Regions from separate parts of the Astyanax mexicanus genome. Here region 1 is linked to region 2. A link is a contact called in public Hi-C data. All regions are on one chromosome and are shown on one strand. Each heading gives the region's core, a stretch centred on a gene start, on an enhancer-like site or on the middle of the called end of the contact. The rest is flanking DNA. Distances are from core to core; before and after follow the strand shown.

What was found. A called contact is a pair of places that touch in the nucleus more often than the background predicts.
Region 1: a contact with region 2 is called in a Hi-C map of muscle, with 10 times the contacts expected there. The contact joins two enhancer-like sites. A contact is called at or near these places in 2 of 3 Hi-C or Micro-C datasets (both in muscle).

Annotation. Positions count from the first base shown.
Region 1 is chr5:47,764,083-47,768,200 of AstMex3_surface, forward strand. It overlaps lpp (LIM domain containing preferred translocation partner in lipoma), which reads right to left. Exons shown (of 12, transcript XM_022675482.2): 4 at 2,021-2,214. The coding sequence starts at 2,210. Among protein-coding and RNA genes, the nearest start is that of lpp, 110 kb to the right of the region's middle. Within about 2 kb of position 2,084, the one cell type or tissue checked has an H3K27ac peak away from gene starts, as active enhancers do.
Region 2 is chr5:47,638,846-47,642,569 of AstMex3_surface, forward strand. The region is part of intron 7 of lpp (LIM domain containing preferred translocation partner in lipoma); the gene reads right to left. Among protein-coding and RNA genes, the nearest start is that of lpp, 240 kb to the right of the region's middle. Within about 2 kb of position 2,301, the one cell type or tissue checked has an H3K27ac peak away from gene starts, as active enhancers do.

The DNA.
Region 1 (4,118 bases), core at 834-3,333, 130 kb after region 2:
ATGTTCACACGTTAAACATCAGAATATTTCCATTACCTATGATGAATTACTAAATATTATTAATAACATTTTTTCTCCCTCTGCAAGAAGGTCAAAGGTGATATCAGGTTGACTTACACTTGACAAAAGTATTAAGGCAAGTGCTTATTTATGGTTTATTTCGAAATTATGGGTATTACTGGGGTATGGCATAGTGTGCTTGGACCCAGTAATTGTCTCTTGCAAATGTATGATATTTACTGTAGTGAAAAAGTAAAGCTAAACATAAAATGGTAACTATATGGTTGACTATATGGACAAAAGTATGGGGCCAGCTGCTTATTTATTGTGTCTGACATCTGAAACCTATATATTAAGGATTGTTAATACCATTAAGAATGTGATGTGCTTGGACCCAGTAATTGCCATTTGTACTGTATTATACTGAGTGAAGCTCTCTTTGCAGTTATGATGGTGCACAGAAATCTTTTCTCTTTTCTGCTTTTGCTGGAGTAACTGTCTCTACTATCTAAAAGAGGTGGCAGAAGAGTTGGGTATATTTTTGGTACGGGCCTGGCTCGTCAGACACTGAGGATATGCCACTGCAATTGAATTTGCTCTTTCAAACGCCCTCCAGAATGTCCACATCACATGACCCCTGAGGTTTGGACATTATCCACTGCAGACAAAGTTCTGTTTTTAGGCTCTTTTATAAACTAAAGGAATATCCAGATTAATGAACACTCAATGTCGCTGATACTCAGACATGTTCACTAATTAAGTTAGCATGTTCAATTAAAACCCAAGACAGAGGGAGCCAGATAGGTATGACCTAAGAATAGGCGACATTAATGCAAATCAATAAGAAAAAAATTTAGAAATGTTGTGTTGTCAGTATAATAAAATTCTTGTTTTTTTAAAAAACAGAAAAAAATACAATAAAAAAAGCTGATGTCGGTAAGTTTTGGGATTTGGGATTTAGGGCCCTCTCTAGTAAAATTGGGTAATTGTACTGAACATGCGGAAGAACCGTTTTAAACTGGGCGGGTGTGATGCGGTCTCCTTTCAGAGTGGATAAATCCGATTCCAGATTATTGGAGGCAGAGCACACTCATTTAGAAACTTCACTTTTGGTTTTACTATGAGTGAATGAGCTACTGAGCTCTAAGTAGTTTCCCCTTCTGAAGTCTCCATTGCTCCACCAGTCGCTCGCGTTCAGTAAAACTGAGCCAGATCCTCTTTTAGAGGCTGTACGTGTGACGTAAGTGCATAAAAACATGTGACATGGCCATAAGAACTCCCGCGAAAAGCAACCTGACACCCCAGTTTTTAGAATGAATATATTAGGCTTAGCAAGGATGGTTGTTCCAGCATACTGGTACCATTAAACACAATATTTTATCCCTTCTCTACTCAGAAATAATACGGCCTGAAATAATATGAAACAATGCACAGAACAACTAGCATATTCAAAATAAGTAAAAACCTTTTAAGAGAAATTCAATAATAATGGACTTATCAATAAATTAATGAATAATTGAAAGAATTAATAAGTCTAGTAATACAATAGAAGAAGATAACATAATTTTTTTGTTATGTACAACCACATGGTGTCTACAGACAGTGTCCTACAGAATGTGGGGGCTGAACCCTCAACTCCATGCTCCTGGAACTGTGTGAAATACACTGTGATGCCATGGTGTCACCTAAACAGAAGTGTAATACATTCTGAGAAGCATAAGGGGTTAAATTACACCAATAAAAAGCAATTGTGTATTAAGCTCTTTACACAATATCAAGTGTGTGCTCATTTTCATTCTACTTTACACAGCCAGAACTGTGCTGGGGGTGTTTCTGCACAAACAGGTTAATGAAAGGATGTTTTATGTAGATGATGTACTTCGTTTCACTGACTAACAACAAAACAAAACCACAACACTTTAACCAGGGGGTGCTCAAACTTTTGCATATGACTTCACAGGTATCACATTTTCTTTAGTTTATGCAAAAACATTGTACAGGTCCCAAACCGTGGTCTTACCTGCACCCTCGAGTCCTCCCTCCGGCGATTTGTACGGGTTGAACTTGGGTTTAGGAGCAACCACAGGAGCGAACTTCTTTGGGGCCTGCTGCTGGGAGATGGAGATACTGGGGGTGCCCATCGGCAAACTGGTCTCCATTCTTGCGGTCACATGACCATGCTGGTCTCCGTCGTTCTGGCCACTCCACATGGTTCTGCAGCAAAGGAAAAATAAAGAGTAAACACTTTATAGTGATAATAATAAGAAGAAACGAAGCCAAAAATGTTCACCATGTTTTCAAATTTGCAATAAGAGTCTTCAGAGTAAAGTCCAGAGGCGGAGCTAGACTAGCATACTTATTTGGTACACCCAATCTCTCGTCCTGGACCAAGCATCTTGTCTCAGAGCATCTTATTTGAAGTTAATAAGGTTAATATTCCTCTAGGATCTTACACCCACCCTAAAAACTGTCTATTTTTTCTCTATCTTCGACCTGTATTGTTTAAAAAGCAACAATGCTTGTAAACATATCTACGCCAAGGGTCGTAGTGATCTCGAAACGAGGTGTGTTCAGACTTCAGAATTTCTGGTGTATTGCTATCTTGGCAATGGAAAACACAGGTGCGCATCTGAATGAATACAACCTAGACAGACGTCAACTGTCAGATGTTCATTGCACAATGCGGTAAATAAAGTAAAGTGAATGAAAAGTGACACGCTGATTGGTTTATTGCACACCAAGCCCTAAACACACCTATGATTAATTAAGTTAGTACAAGCATTTTGCGCTTTTCGAGCAGTGCGAGGCATACTTTTCACGCTTTTACAATAGCAAAGACACAACAATATACCCTAAATCAAGCTAAGTGGTGTTTGGTGATGGCTCATATTAAAGACCGCTAAAATTGGGTTCAAATATGTTTATTCACTGTAAGTATTGGAAACTGTCACGTTACACAGTGTGGAGTCTGGCAGGCAGTGCCAGTGCTCCAGGTCAGAACGCTGGTGAAGCTGTAATCTGATTCGTGTTCCCGTTTTGTAATCTGATCCGTGGTCAGCGCTGTAGTCCGGAGCCGCTCCGCGCTATAATCTAACCCATGCCTGAATTAGCAGCTAATCTCAGCGCTGAGGACCACGAATCTCTCACACACTACTGCTGAAAACACTGATCACCACCACCAATGAGCTCAACCCACGCCAACCTGAGACCCAGCAGAGTGATAAAGATTAACATTCACATCATACAGAATCACTACACACACACACACACACACACACACATACCAATATTACACACCAATAAGACACACCAGTGTTAATTTTGACAACAAATTTTGACTAAAGCAGTAGTGATTGGATCTCTTCCAAATCTTTCACAAACATTTCCCTACCTTTCAAAAAACTAAATCAGTTCTGATTGGATGTCCTCCCTGCCAAACATTTTTGTCTCGTTTTTATTCTGTGATGAAAATGTTATTATTTTATGCTGTTTTAATTTAGTTGTCGTCTCATTTTCGTCTTGAAAAATGGTTGTTGACTGTAAAACTATGACACAAATTATTTGTCAACGAAATTAACTCTCTCACACACACACACACACACACACACACACAGACACACAAGGCAAGGAAACAAATTACTTTAAAAAATGAAGCTCAGCCAATAAAAAAAAATTCAAGAACTTTTAAAGTATCCAAAAGTGCAGCCGCAAAGACCATCAAAAACATATGATGAAACTGGCTCTCATCAGGACCACCCAAGAAAGGAAGACCAAAAATATACTGCATATATAGAGTGATAGAGAGAGCGTGGGAAAGAATAATACAACAAAAAATAAATGCCACATATATACAAATATTCTACACAATATAGAATTTGAGATTGTTCTAATACAAACTCTCAAAATAAACATGATACTAATTATTATTTGTCACGACTATGTGGACCATGAATCCAGAATCCAGTGCTGAATTCTAGGTCCAAATTTAGGAAGAATCATGGTGTTTCTAATAGAGATGTGTGTAAAAATGTGTAAAAAAAAAGAGATTATACTGTTTTTACTTTAATATTACATACATTATATATATTTTATATGTACATTAGCATTTAAGGTATTTT
Region 2 (3,724 bases), core at 1,051-3,550:
TTAATCTCATGAGGGTGAGTCACCTGGAATAGTTTTATCAGTGTCTTGAAGGAGTTCAATACAGAAACACACTGAATGAGAAGGCATGTCCAAACTTTTGACTGGTACTGAATATTGAATTATACAGTGTGTGTGTGTGTGTGTGTGTGTGTGTGTGTGTGTGTGTGTGTGTGATACAGTTAGGAAGTCAGTGTGAGTGTGTGTGTGTGTGTGTGTGTGTGTGTGTGTGTAGAGAAGGAGTGGGTTGATGAAGTGTAAGTCAGGCTGCTGATAGCACTGCTTGCCAGCAGGGGCCACTGTTATGCAGAAGTGTATTACAGTACAATACTGATACTATACTCATGCTGTGGCAGAGCGTCAGTCCTCAGGTCAGGGTAATAAACACTGGCAAGAGTTTAAAACAGATAAATATAGTTAAAGTACTAGCAAAAGTATTAGGGAAATGTATGTATTAAAATATTAAGGGGAAACTTACTACTATATTATGGATTCATACCATTGCTTTAAAGTGCAGTTCAGTGGAATTAACTGATCTCCAAATTTATAGTTACATTTATAGTTAATTTAAAGTACATATACAGCTCTGGAAACAAATTGAGACCACTTCAGTTTCTGAATCAGCATCTCTGATTTTGCTATTTATAGGTTTATGTTTGAGTAAAGTGAACGTTGTTTTATTCTATAAACTACGGACAACATTTCTCCCAAATTCTCAATAAACATATTGTAATTTTGAGCATTTATTAGCAAAAATTAAGAAATGGCTGAAATACCAAAAAACAAGTTCATATTCATAAAGTTTTAAGAGTTCAGAAATTAATATTTGGTGGAATAATCTTGTTTTATAATCACAGTTTTCATACATCTTGGCATCATGTTCTCCTTCACCAGTCTTACACACTGCTTTTGAATAACTTTCATCACTCCTGGTGCAAAAAATTCAAGCAGTTTAGTTTGGTTTGATGGCTTGTGATCATCCATCTTCCTCTTGATTACATTTCAGAGGATTGTAATTTAGTAAAATTAAAGAGACTCATGATTTTTAATTGGCCTCTTTTTTCAGAGCTGTATAATTATAGTATAGTATAAACACAATACTTTTATATTTTAAGCAAAGTTTTTTAAAGCTTTTTATTTTCATTACTTAGAGTCTAAAAATACCAAAAAGCTATTTCATTAGAAACACTTACTGATTGTTATAAAGGGCCTTCTAATATTATTAGAACAGAAACAATAGTCTGAATATTAATGAGCTCTGTTACTTTACTCTCTCATTACTGCACTCTTTACTCACTGCTGCCGTATATTTTCTTCACTGACACCCAGATAACGTACTTTTATCATGTATGACCAAAAAGATCAGATTTGGGCCACTTTTACCTGCTGTGTGAACATAACCTTATAATACAATTCATATCAACAGCTATAATTTTTTTCATGAATCGTATTAATTTATAATACTATGAGAAGTTTGATTAGAGTATCTACTGAGCCACGGAGAGAGGGAATGGAAAAGTGTGTGTAGAATGTGAAAGAGAGAAAGAGAGAGAGAGAGGGAGGACGACAGAGATTGATCATGGCTATAATTTACTGTGGTGATGTCTGGCTGTGGAGCAGAAGGGTGTCAGTGTTTTATTATTAATGGGAGCACAGGACAACACACACACACACGTACAAAAACACACAAACACGCACTCAAAAACACACACACACACACACACACTTACACACACTCACACTAATCCCATTCTGACAAATGGAGGCAGTCTCAGCGCTGTGGTCAGCAGTTTGGGTCGTCTCCGGAACGGCGAGGCTCCAGAGGTGCGGGCAGTGTCCTGAAATGCCCTGAGGCGGTACCAGAGGGGGCGGAGTTTCCCGTGCACTCATTTAAAAGACATTAAAAGGGGCGGATCCAGAGCCAGCATGGCTGTTGGAGAGTTTAGAGTGAAGTAACAGCAAATCAGGGTAGTTCTGTGTGAAAGCTCGGGGGGGTGTACACCTGATTACATCACGCATTGGATGGGCTCACGGCGAATCAGATCAAGAGTGCCAGCATTAGACGGCACAGCGTTGGGTGGCATCTATGTTAGAACTGTGTAAAATCCATTAGACATTAGAAAATTAAAACATTCACAAAGTCTACTGTGCTGGAGGAGGGCCTTCCTCAGTCCTTAGTATGTTATCTATAGCATGTCTAGATATTTATGGGCATTCCTTTTAATGAATTTCTAAAGAATCCAGCTACTTTAAAAGGTCTCATTCCATATTCGCGCCCGCAATGTCGGTCTCCCGCGGCAGCACGATTAATCCCCTACCTATAGCCGCCCAAATAACCCCCACAGCAGCGTGAATAACGGCTGTCAAACTAGCTCTGTAAACAAAGTAAACAGAGCTGTTAGCTCCTCATTAGCTATAGCTCCTAATGCTGTAGCCCAGGTTCAGCTCTGTGGGCGGTCCTGAGCGGAGGTGGGCGAGGCCATGAAGTCATTGGTTGACGTAGACACCCTAACGTCTTTCTGATCAACTCGTATTTCTGAGGATTTTCTTTTACTGGCTACTGGAGACAAGGAAGACTGAAGAACAGTTTCACGCGCAGCATCATTTACAACTCAGAGACACCTATAATATTTCACAAAAAGCAAGAAAAAATTGATTTTAAGTTGCACTTGTAACAATTTAAAATAAGGGTACATTAATTAACAGTACTAACAACAACATATCTACCATCAACTAATTAAAATAACTGAACCAAGTTAATACATTGAGGGCCCTATCGTATAACCTGCGTAAAACGTGATGTGATACTCATTGCTATCTTACACCCCTTCAACAGTCTATTTTCATACCTTTTAAAATAATTAAAATAGAGTCAGAATTTAGGAATAGATCTACCCTGTGGTGGTCTGTAAGTGAGGTGTGTTCAGGTAAATTTCTGGCGTGTTTCTATTTTGATGGCGGAAAACACAGGAGCTCCACTGACTGATTAAAACCCTGACAACCTGACAGGTTAGTATCCTCTGCTGAGATGCACAAAAGCACCAAGCCAGAGAGCATCTGGTTCTTAAAGGGAAATGACAACTGGCACACTGATGACTGGGTTTATTTCACAATACACCCAAAACACACCCAAGATTAATTAAGAGAATTAGTACACGCCTTTTTTGTGTTTTGAGCCAAGCAAAGCATATTTTCTCTGCCCTCACTATACCAAATAATGTGTAATGTAAAGTGTTACTAGAACCTATTGATGACAATTCAAGTTACAGCAGTATAAAGGCATGTGTCAAAATGTAAACCATTTATTCAGATTCTAACACAAGATTTATGAAGACAGACCAAATATTAGTTTTACATTCATTCTTAAGCTTTTCAAATCAGAAATCATTATGTGTATAGAATACAGTTGTCTAATCTAACTGACATATTTTTCTTAGTGCAGTGAGTGCAGTGGAACGAGTACAAGGCACTTCTGACTGTTAGCACTGTGTGAACTGTTTACACCTCACATCATCATGTGCTCTTCATGATCAGATCATGATCAGATTTCAGCAGGCGTAAACACAGCCAGGATGCATTGTGCTCAAATTACGATTGGATCACTCAAACCACATTGGGAGGCGGTCAGAGACATATCCTGACCGTAAGTATAAAATGTACGGAATGTACGCTCTATACCTGCGTAACGTTATAAAGTTACGTTAGCGCAGCACTGGACATTTACTTA